Linked DNA regions of Mus musculus: region 1 is linked to region 2. Evidence: chromatin contacts called from public promoter capture Hi-C data. All regions are on one chromosome and are shown on one strand. The core of a region is the stretch at or near the end of the contact, and the rest is flanking DNA. Distances in the headings are between cores, read along the strand shown.

The links. Promoter capture Hi-C pulls out the DNA fragments that hold promoters and counts their contacts.
Region 1: a contact with region 2 is called in a promoter capture Hi-C map of hippocampal neurons, with 6 times the contacts expected there. The contact joins the promoter of Crnde here to the promoter of Pou4f2 in region 2. A contact is called at or near these places in 1 of 39 promoter capture datasets (hippocampal neurons) and 1 of 484 Hi-C or Micro-C datasets (embryonic stem cells).

The regions. Positions count from the first base shown.
Region 1 is chr8:92,353,441-92,358,207 of GRCm38.p6, forward strand. It overlaps Crnde (colorectal neoplasia differentially expressed (non-protein coding)), which reads right to left and starts at 2,680. Exons shown (of 4, transcript NR_110452.1): 1 at 2,248-2,680. It overlaps Irx5 (Iroquois homeobox 5), which reads left to right and starts at 4,356. Exons shown (of 3, transcript NM_018826.2): 1 at 4,356-4,767. The coding sequence starts at 4,744.
Region 2 is chr8:78,433,944-78,439,286 of GRCm38.p6, forward strand. It overlaps Pou4f2 (POU domain, class 4, transcription factor 2), which reads right to left and starts at 2,704. Exons shown (of 2, transcript NM_138944.3): 1 at 2,168-2,704; 2 at 1-1,735. The coding sequence starts at 2,461. The coding sequence ends at 794.

The DNA of each region.
Region 1 (4,767 bases), core at 1,430-3,929, about 14 Mb after region 2:
CTTCCTTTGATTTTAGCTCCCCGTGTAATTCTAACCAGCTAATTATCCTTGAAGTCAAGATTCAGCCGTGACTCTCCACCTGGCCTCTCCCATCAGATGCCCAGGGTCCCTCCACTTTCATTTCCTCTCTCTACCCTGAGGTTTATAGTAAAGGAGAGCACGGACACATCTTACACAAATGCTGATTGACAGCCAGCTTCCAGGAAATGTTGAGCTACAAAGAGGAGGGAAGATTTTAATGTAGCACTTATGTTAACCGGCCTGAGGTGCACGGCAAGCCGAGGGTGAGCCACCAGCATCCCCCCTTTGTTGTTCTCACCCCCATTCCTAGTGGAGGATGGTGATATTATTTTAGTGAGTAACCAGGTTATCGTCTGGGTACTAACCTAGTACCGTATCATCACTTGCTCACCAGTTAAAATATATAACACAGTATTCTGGGAGGAGTGAAAGTTTCCCTCATTTCTACAAACGAAAAGGAGGCATCCCATAAACACTGCAGCTATGCACTTGATAATATGAAAAGAGAATGATTTTACATCACCAAGGCTCTTGGGAAGGCTCTTTCCTTCCTCAGACCTTAAAAGGGATACATTTCTCTACTGTTTACATTTTCAGTATTTCCCTGTTTCATGCACACTAAACGCGTCTTCCTCAACAGATTGATTCCAACCATTAATGATTGTCTGCCTAACAATACAGCCCTCTATTTTACGCTTTGCTTTAGAAATTGAGAGCCATAATTCCACAAAGACAGAGCACAAAGAAAGCCAACACAAAGTATTGCCAAAAAGCCACAAGTAGTATCAGAGCATGCCAGAACACTTAACATTAAACTATCATTCCTCTCTAAAACTTCTGTTGCCAAAGAATCTGTCTCACAAAATCTGGAAGCTCAAAGACAGCTTTCAAGAGCAATTAAAGTCTCCAAAAGCAAAACTGTACAAAATTATGTCCTCTCCTTGTGTCTCCATTTATAGACAACATTTTCTCTGGATCTTAATTAAGATAACGATGCACACCTGTGTCAACATTCTCCAGCAAGACAGCCTTATCAATCATAATCCTTTAAGAACACTCGAAAACAGCCAAGCGATAGGACAGAAGCAATCTGTTGCCTTTCCTGATGCTGCTGCTGTGTCTCAGCCACAGAAATGACGAGATCTTTAAAATCCTGCGGGTCTACTTTTGTAAGTCTTTAAAGTTTTCACTGTAAACAACTATTACACTAAGCAAACAGGCGTCACCTCCTTTGCACTTGATAGAAACAATGACAGCCCTACTTGTCCAGAACTTGAAGAGCAAGCGCCATGCCAGATCTTGGCAGCACAATCGTAGGTCTTATTTTAAAGCTCGATGTTTTAAGAGCTAGGCATAACTAGATCCGTGCAGACACGACAAACCAATAAACCCTTGGCAAGTTTTTAAATGAAGCTTAACAAGCCAACATTAAAAACAGAGTAACCTAGCCCTAGTACATGTTTAGAAATATACAAATGCAGCAGTAAGGGGGAATAAACGAGTCTTGGTGATCTGGCATGAGGGTCCTACCTCTGCTGGTGTATAAAAAGCTTCAGCGACAAGAGACCCGGAACTACAGCTAACAAGTGAACAGTTTCCCAAATGGAAAAGCTGACGGAACAGAAAGGAAAAAAAAAAAAAGGTGTTTGTGTGGGGAGGAGTGTTGATTCTCCCCTAGTATCAAGATAAAAAGTTAAAACCTTGTGTTTGCCAGCAAGAATGTGTTTACCAAGCGAGAATATAAAAGCTTTCTTGTAAACATGGAGAAAAGGACGCCAGATGCTATCTGAGTTCCGTCTGCCTGCTAATGATCAGCTTTCGCCTTCCCTCTCTTATTAACGCGGTTCTGTATCAGACGCAGGCGGCTGAGGCCAGCAGAGCAGCAGAGCCATCAGTGTGCAAATAAAGCAGAAAATAGAGACATCCTTAAGAAATGAGCCTTAAATTTGATGTAGAGCGGAGGTGACAACCAGAGAAACAAAATCGCAAATTCTAAATGTTTCAATATCTTGCAGGACACTTTCTAGTCCTTCACACACACCAAAAAAAATAAAAAAAATAAAAAAAATAAAAAAAAAGAGAGAGAGAGAGAGAGAGAGAGCAGAAAAAATATAGAGTGGGGAGCAAGATGGGGAGGGGGAGACAGAAACAGTCAAGTCGCCCAAGTGGCAGGATTATGTAATGAGGATGTCTGCGTGACAGACTTGGGCTCTCGGTGGCACAAACCTCCTTGGCTCGCTTTCAGAAGTCTTCGTCCTGGACCAGAGCCGAGACACTGATGCCGGGGACACGCGTGGGCCAGGGAGACACGCCCACGCGCGCCTGCCCGCACTCAGACCGCGGGGCCCTGCTGCGTCCACCGCCATCGGCTTGGTGCGCGGCTCTGCGCGGGCCGCGGACGCTCCCTCGTGGCAGGCCGCGCCGACCGTTAGCCGGGCTGAGCGGGCGGAGCCGGGGGGCGGTGCGGACGCGGGAGGCGGGGACCCGCGCGTCGGGGCGGGGACGCTCCCTGAAGAGCTCCGGCCTACCCCGAACCCGGAATGGTCAGCCCGAGAGGCAGCCTCAGGCCGCCGCACGCTCTCCAGGGCTCCGGTTTCGCGTGCCGATCAGTCTAGCTCGCAGCCGCCCGCTTCAGCAGCCGACCGCTTCTGGTCTCCATGACAATACGCAGCCAAAGACCCTCCCAGCCACGCCCCCTGGCGCTGGAACTCCGAGGGAAGCGGATTACGTCATCCAGAGGAGGGGCTAATGGAGACCAACGCCCAATCAGAGGCGAAGCTGTGTAGGGGAAGGGCGGGGTAGGCCTAGAGGTTCTTGGAGAATGTAGTCCGCGGGGTCCAACCTCTCGGGGGCGGAACCTGTATCCTGAGTGCTAAGTGAGGGGGCAGTCTGCGCGCGTGCGTGAATGCGCGCCGCGGTGCGGGTCCCTGTGCGATCCGCGTGGGGTTAGTGTTTGCCACGGCCCCAACCGAGCAAACTGCTTGCTGGCTAGTGAGAATCATTACAGGAAACTTTGTGTATTGTTACGCTCCAGCCTGCGCGTGGCTGGGTTGTGAAAGGCCACAAAATGCTTGATGTGTGGTGTGTGCACTCTGCCGCCGGCGGTCCTGGTTTACCAGCGCCCCTGTCTGTCCCAAAGCTTCAGTGCGTTTGTAATTTGCGGCGGCGGGAGGTGGAGACCAGGGACTAGGGTCTGTTTTGCCTTCTCACTGTGTGGCCGTGGGGGGTTTGGGGAGGGGGTGTTCCGAGAACTCTGCCTGGGACTCTGTGGTGTGTGTTTGCCGGGCCAGCGCCTCGCTGAACAAACAGCGGTTGGGTTGGACACTGTTCACTGCCCAGTGTTTGCAGTGGAACTGGGGCGGGGGCGAGCGAGGGTGGAAGGCGACTTAGTGGAACAAAAGGGGCGAGACCCCACACCCTCCGGCTCCACAGACCTGACGGGGCAAGCTGCTCGTGGCTAGACATGAGAAGCAGGCATCGCTACTTGGGATGGCAAGGGGCCGGGGGCGTCTGGGGGACCGACTCGGGTAGAACAGCTTCTCCGTCGGGCACTTCTTGCCCACTGCCTTCCTCGTTCCAGAGAAAAGTCACACCCCCAGCCAGAGACCCCAGAGTCTCCTCTCTAGCCTCTTCTCGTCGTCTGCCAGGGATGGGTGGAAGGAAGGGCTAGCGGGGCCCCTTCTACTTAGGCCTGGCTCTTGCCCACCTGCTGCAGTTGCTGGCGCAGAAAGGCGGTCATCTCGGCCTCGCTGTGCCCTGAGCGCCGGCATCCATCGACTCTCCCTGGGATCTGAATTCCAGGTCTCCAGCTCAACCTAGAGACCTCCGGCAGGAGGGAGAAGCCACTGTGGAGCGTGGAGGGAGAAAAACCACCTCCCAGCCCAGCTCTCGGGAGAACAAGACGTCCGCCAACTTCGCTATTCGCACTGGCGAGGAGGGCGCAGAGCGTTCTCCCGAGCGCAGCCCGCTGCATCTTTCCCTTTGTGTTCCCGAACGGCCCGAGCCAAGACTAAGGCCAGTTGTACGTCGAGATTGCCGCTCCGCCCAGAGTTAGCAAAAGGAGAGCAAAGTTGGAAGCGATCGGCGCGCTTGGGATGTGATTGTCATCCTGGGGCCGGCGCTCGAGAGTCTGAGAAAGAGAGAAGGAGAGGAAGAGTCGGGAGGGAGGAGGGGGAGGCCGGGCAGAGGAGGAGAGGGGGGTGGCGGAGGAGAGGCGGGCGCTAGGGAGGGGCGAGGGGAGCGCCAGTGAGCGGGAGAGGAGCCGGGGAGGAACAGGGAGAGGGCGAGACGCGCCTGGCGGCCGGGTTGGCTGCCGCCGGCCAGAGGCTCCTGCCAGTCCCCCCACCGACTACACCCCGGGAAGGAGGAGCTTCGCGCGCACACAAGGCGTCAGAATCCTCAATTTCCAACTTAGCATCTTGGCAGGACCTTTGCAAAGCCAAAAGCAGAGCCCCCCGGTGCAAAGAGCGAGGGAGGGGGGTGGGGGGAGAGAAAGCCTAGCCCGGGCAAGCGGGGCGCGCAGAGGAGCGGGCGCGGCGGTCGCAGCCAGAGGCGCGCGGGAAGCCAACCAGGAGGCGCCGCGGGCCGGAGCCCGGGAGCCGGGGCTCGAAGAGCTGCGGCCCGGGGCAGCCAGAAGCCAGGTGCCCTCTCGCTCGCCCTCGCAGGGCGCCGCCCGGCTCGTTGGCCGCCGCGGCGCGGCGCGCCCCATGCCCGTGTGTGGCCATGTCCTACCCGCAGGGCTACTTG
Region 2 (5,343 bases), core at 1,454-3,953:
TATCCGCCGGTTTTATTTTTCAGACTAAAGAAGTTTAATTAATTAGGATGTGCACAAAATTAAGTTGCCAGAGAGATAAATTAATAATTTACAGAGGGTTGTACGGCAATAATCTAATAATAGCTGTCAAGATCAGTGAACACAGCAGGCGCAACTCCTTCCATAAGTGTTAACACTTCAGAGAAGGAAGAAAGCGATAAGAACCACAGTAAAAATATATATATAATATACAGTGTAAATGCAGAAAATCTGCCATCTTTTTTTAATTCAAAATACTTTAGAGATGTCTCTATCATATCACATTAAGCATCAACTCTAGCTTCGAGTTTCAGTCCTGAATCAATTTCTATTTCTGAAAAATAGCTGCAAAGTGTACTTTTAAACATGAACAAGGTGACGTCTGTAAGAACAAAAACAAATCTTACTTGCTCATTCTTGCAGGGTTTTCAAAAGCTTGTCCCTCTACCTTCCTGTTGACAGTCAGCTCCTCGCTTTCTCTGATGAAGCCGAGCAGCCCAGGTGCAGTTAAAGGGGACAGCTCTGCTACAACTTGACAAATTCCTTTTCGTGTTGTGTTGTTTGTGGTTTTGGTTTTTCTTCACTGCGAAACCGGTTCACAATCTCTCTGATTTGGGCTCAGCTGCTTGCTTCTTTGCTCCTGGCTTGGTCTGGGTTCACATTTACCGGAATTGTTTTCTGATAGCCAAAGTAGAAAGGAAAGAGGCAGAAGAGACAAGAAGGGGGTTAGAAAAAAAGAGGGCGAAGGGAAAGGGCCATCCCTGGAGAAGGGTCCCTAAATGCCGGCAGAGTATTTCATTCTCTTCTGTTTCTGCCTCTGGTTGCAGAACCAGACGCGCACCACATTTTTCTTGAGATCCAGCTTTTCGGCGATGGCCGCGATCTTCTCCGAGGAGGGCCTTGGCTGGATGGCGAAGTAGGCTTCCAGAGAGCGCTTCTCCGGCGCCGCGATGGACGTGCGCTTGCGCTTCTTCTCCGCGCCATTGAAGAGCTCCGGCTTAGTGAGCTTCTCGCGGTGGGATTTCTCAGCTTCCTCCAGCCACGCCTGCAGGATGGGCTTGAGCGCGATCATGTTGTTGTGTGACAGCGTGAGAGACTCAAACCTGCAGATGGTGCTCTGGCTGAGCGAGCCCACGCCCGGGATCTTGAGGTTGGCCAGCGCCGAGCCCACATCTGCCTGGGTCACTCCCAGCTTGATGCGTCGCTGCTTGAAACGCTCGGCGAACGCCTCCAGGTCCCGCGGGTCTGCATCCACGTCGCTCATGCAGCCCATGTGCGAGGGCAGCCCATGTGCGTGGGCCATGCTCAGGGCTGCTTGGTGCATGGGGTTCATGGTGGCCATGTGTGGTGCGTGAGCCGGAGTGGACACCACCGTGCCGTCGGGGCCCGCCATAGCTCCCAGGGCCAGCCCGGGGCTTAGGTGCTCAAGCAGCTCGCCCTCCAGCGCCTGGTGCGGCTGGTGATGGTGGTGATGGTGGTGGTGGTGGTGGTGATGGGTGCCAGCCAGAGCGGACGGGTGCGAGATGGGCACAGAAGAAGAGGAGGCTGCCGACGTGCACGGGATGGTGTTCATGGTGTGGTAAGTGGCGTCCGGCTTGAAGGGGCTGTGGTGGGGCGGATGGTGGTGGTGGCTCTTACTCTGGGAGACGATGTCCACGGCGGCCAGAGCCTCGGCACGGGCCAGCAGACTCTCATCCAGCCCGCCGAATATATTGCTCTGCAATTGTAAGTAGAAGGCACACATTACGCTCAGCAGGGAATTGTGAGCGCTCTCTCCGGAAGCCCCCGGCCCAGGGCTCGCCACCGCCACCGTGCCTACAGCATTCCCAGAACGTTAAAATAATAATAATGACAGTGATCCTGAAACTCGGCAGCGAGAAGAGAGGGGAAGCCTGCGCGAGAAGCCAATGTGCAGGGGGAGGAAAAGTGAGCCACAGACAACACAACACAACACAACACAACACGCGCACAGGCAGCATCCCAGGTCATAAAAATTAATATGAAAGGCAAGACCCGTTGAATACTTAAGAGAGGGGGGATTGGTTGGAGGTGTGGGGTGATTTGCTGTGCAGACATGAAAAAAACATCAAGCAGATAAAGGAGGCTGTCAAAATGTGCCTTTAAGCGGTGATTATGCAGACATACGCACCGGTGGGGTTGGAAGACAAGCTCTCCGCATCGCCTCCGAGCCCCCGCCGCCGCCGCTGCCGCCGCTGCCACTGCTGCTGGAACTGCTGCTCCGGCCGCCGCCGCCTCCGCCTCCGCCGCCACCGCCGCCGCCGCCAGCGTTGCTGGAGCTGCTAGGGGAACTGGCCGAGGGCGCCGCGGGCGCAGAGGAGCCCGGGGAGGCACTGTGTAGCGCCGAGTACTTGGGCTCCACGTGCAGGCTGCCTGCGTGAGGCATGCTGAACGCCTGCTTGCTGTTCAGGGACATCATCATCATCTTTCCTTGCGCGGCGCGCTCGTCGCTGGCGCACTCCGGTCCCAGCTACCCGACCCTCCGGAGAAGTACCCGGCCGGAGCAGCAGAGGGAACAACACTGCAAAGTTGTGCTCAGCCGCCACTGCTTCCAGGCCCGGTTCTCCCAGTGTGGCCGCTAGCTCCGCTCCTGTGTCTCCCGCTAGGTCTGCCCGAGAGGTTGCCCTGCTCCGGGTGGCTCTGGCTTCAGACCTCAGCACCCCAAAGTGCCCCAGCTCATCGAGGCGGTGGAGTTATAGTCCCCTCTTCCCGCGCCTGACCCCCGCCCGCCCTCCCCCTCCTTCCCTCCCCCGCCCTCTCCTGCCAGGACGCACTGCTCTGGGTGGGTTTCTCCCCGCCCTGGCTCCCCGCAGGCTCCGGTCCTTTCAGTTCTCCCTGCACCCGCCCCTCTCTCTCTGCCACGGGACCCGCAGCCTTCCCTGCCCCGGCAGGCGCTCTGCTGTTACCACTCCTACGCCGCGCCTGCAACTCCTGATTCTAATCGCGCCCCAGCTCAACCCCACCCAACTAGCCAGGTCGGTGCTTCGGGCCACCCCCACCCGGCAGTGCCAGTCACCTAAATGACAGTCTCCAGATCTTCCCGCCTCCCTCGGGAAAAAAAAAAAAAAAACTCCCCCTAAAAGTTGCGTTCCAAGCCAATCTTGGAAGCGACTAGCCCTGAACTGTGAGGTGCACCTTACCTGGCCACCTGCTCTCCTGCCCTCTGCTTACCACTAAGTTTCAGGGGCCCTCCCCTCCCGTCAGCTCCAGTGACCCTGATTCCCCTGGATGAGGATCTAGACGCTGCGGCGACCCGGGTCCTCTGCTCTGCTCTGAGCTCCCGCCTTGATGCGTGCTGAGGTCAGCCCCGGGCTTTGCATCCCACCGCCCGGCGGGTGCCTAGTGCAGAAAGACGTGGGTCTGCCCGGCTGCAGGGCTTCCTCTCCCTCGATTTCCCTCAGCTCTCAGCGGATTGGACAGCCACACAGCCCGTTAGTGTCCTCTATGCGCATGCGACTCCCCCCTTTATGAGCATATCACCCTCTAACACATGTACAGATTCCTCTCCTCCCACCCCCTTCTCTTTTTCCACCTCCTCCCTATGTCCAGTACAGGGTGAGCTGGGACTTGGGAGGATCTCCTGGCAAACCCTGACTCTGGGATGTATTATTCTTCATTAGCTACAATCAAAGGGAAAGGAGCAACTGACAGGACGAGAAGGGCCAGAAATACAGAGCGCATGTGCTGCCGAATGCCACTAACACCGTGTACACGTACACACACACACACTCACTCACTCACTCAAACGCGCGTGCACACACACTCACACAAACACACACACTCAGACTGGCGTAAGTCCCACTTATCTTCATTTCTACAGTCACTGTGTGCAGAGACTATTTTTTGCTTACACTTTGCTCCCACTTTTGTGCTAGTGCAAACCACTTTCCTGGAAGTGAACACACATTCTGAGTTCCAGTTCAAAAGCAGACAGTGTGGCCCACTCCCCAGCCCCAACCCCCCCAAACACAACCTATTTCCTCTCCTTCCCATCCTTCCCCTCCGTCCTGCGGCACTTGGGGCTACCCTCGCCTTCCAGAGCGCGGAAAGACACTAGGTGCATATACCGATGAGGACCTGCGGGTGGCTGGTCCGGGACAGGGGTGATCCGGAACAGGTGCAGGCCCTGGGAGCTTGGGAGGGCCAGCAGGTGTGAGAGCAAGCAGAAGGCCTAAGAGGCACTGGCGCGAGCTAGGACAAAAACAAAGTGGAGGGCAAGCGTGGAAAGGGGAGCCCTCTGGGAGTCAGCACCCGGAAGCCCTGCGGCGGTAGCGGCGAACAGGAAACCGTGGATCCTCCCCTGACCTCATCCAGGCCGGGGCTGGCAGGTTCAAGTTAGGAAAGCTGTCGTCGGAATACTCCCCCCCCCCCCCCACCCCAAAGCCTCTGCTTTGACAACGCGATGGGATCTGTCCGTGGTGCTTAAATCTCTGCTGCTTTGCCAGTCTGGAGCCCGCCTTTCTCTTCCCCTGCGTAAAGGAAAATAATAAACAGTAGCCAAAGGGGATTCCTACGAGCCATGTTCTCCACTGAGAGCCCTAAGAAGCCTGGGCAAGGACTCGGAGAGGGGGGTGTTGACATGAAAGAACGTGGCTGTGTGCAAGACTGTTCAAGTAAGTGCTTAGGTGTTTAATTTCTACCTCAACAGCCAAGGTAATTTTCAAGGAAATAAAAAAAAAATAACATTGTGCAGTTCTCACTGTCTCAAGCTTCACGAAATGAAATAAATCAAAGTTAAAAGCTTGAGTATCATTTAATTATAGTGTGAACAGCGCTTTGAAAGAAGTACAACAGCATCTCTAAACAAATTATGACCCAGCTAGGAAGGAATTATTAGATTGAAATTTCATTTAGGCTCGGGAGACACCGAGCTTCACCGTGTAATCTGCTATGCCTCGTCTGATTTGTATGCTTAATTCAGCTTGACGAATTTATTAGTTTTCATAATAGTGAAAAAATGAACAGGACTGTGGGCATTGTGTGTATATAAATTGTATGTCGTCGTGGAAAAGCTGGAGTCTATAGAAATCTTTTATTAATGCCAGTATAAAAGAGAGAATTTTTGTGCATGCCTTAGCGAGGTCCATGCCAAACCCCATTGCCAGTGTCTTGCTGGTCCATTAACATATCGCCATACTAATTAGACCACTTCATCAGTGATATAATTTCAAACTTCAAATTATGTTCTAATTAACAAGGGTTGTCCAATTTGCTTAATCTTCAAAAGGCTTTGGATGGTCTAATTAGTATAAACTGTTGAGCATCTCAAATGACTAATAAAAATCCACTGAAATACATGGGTATGTT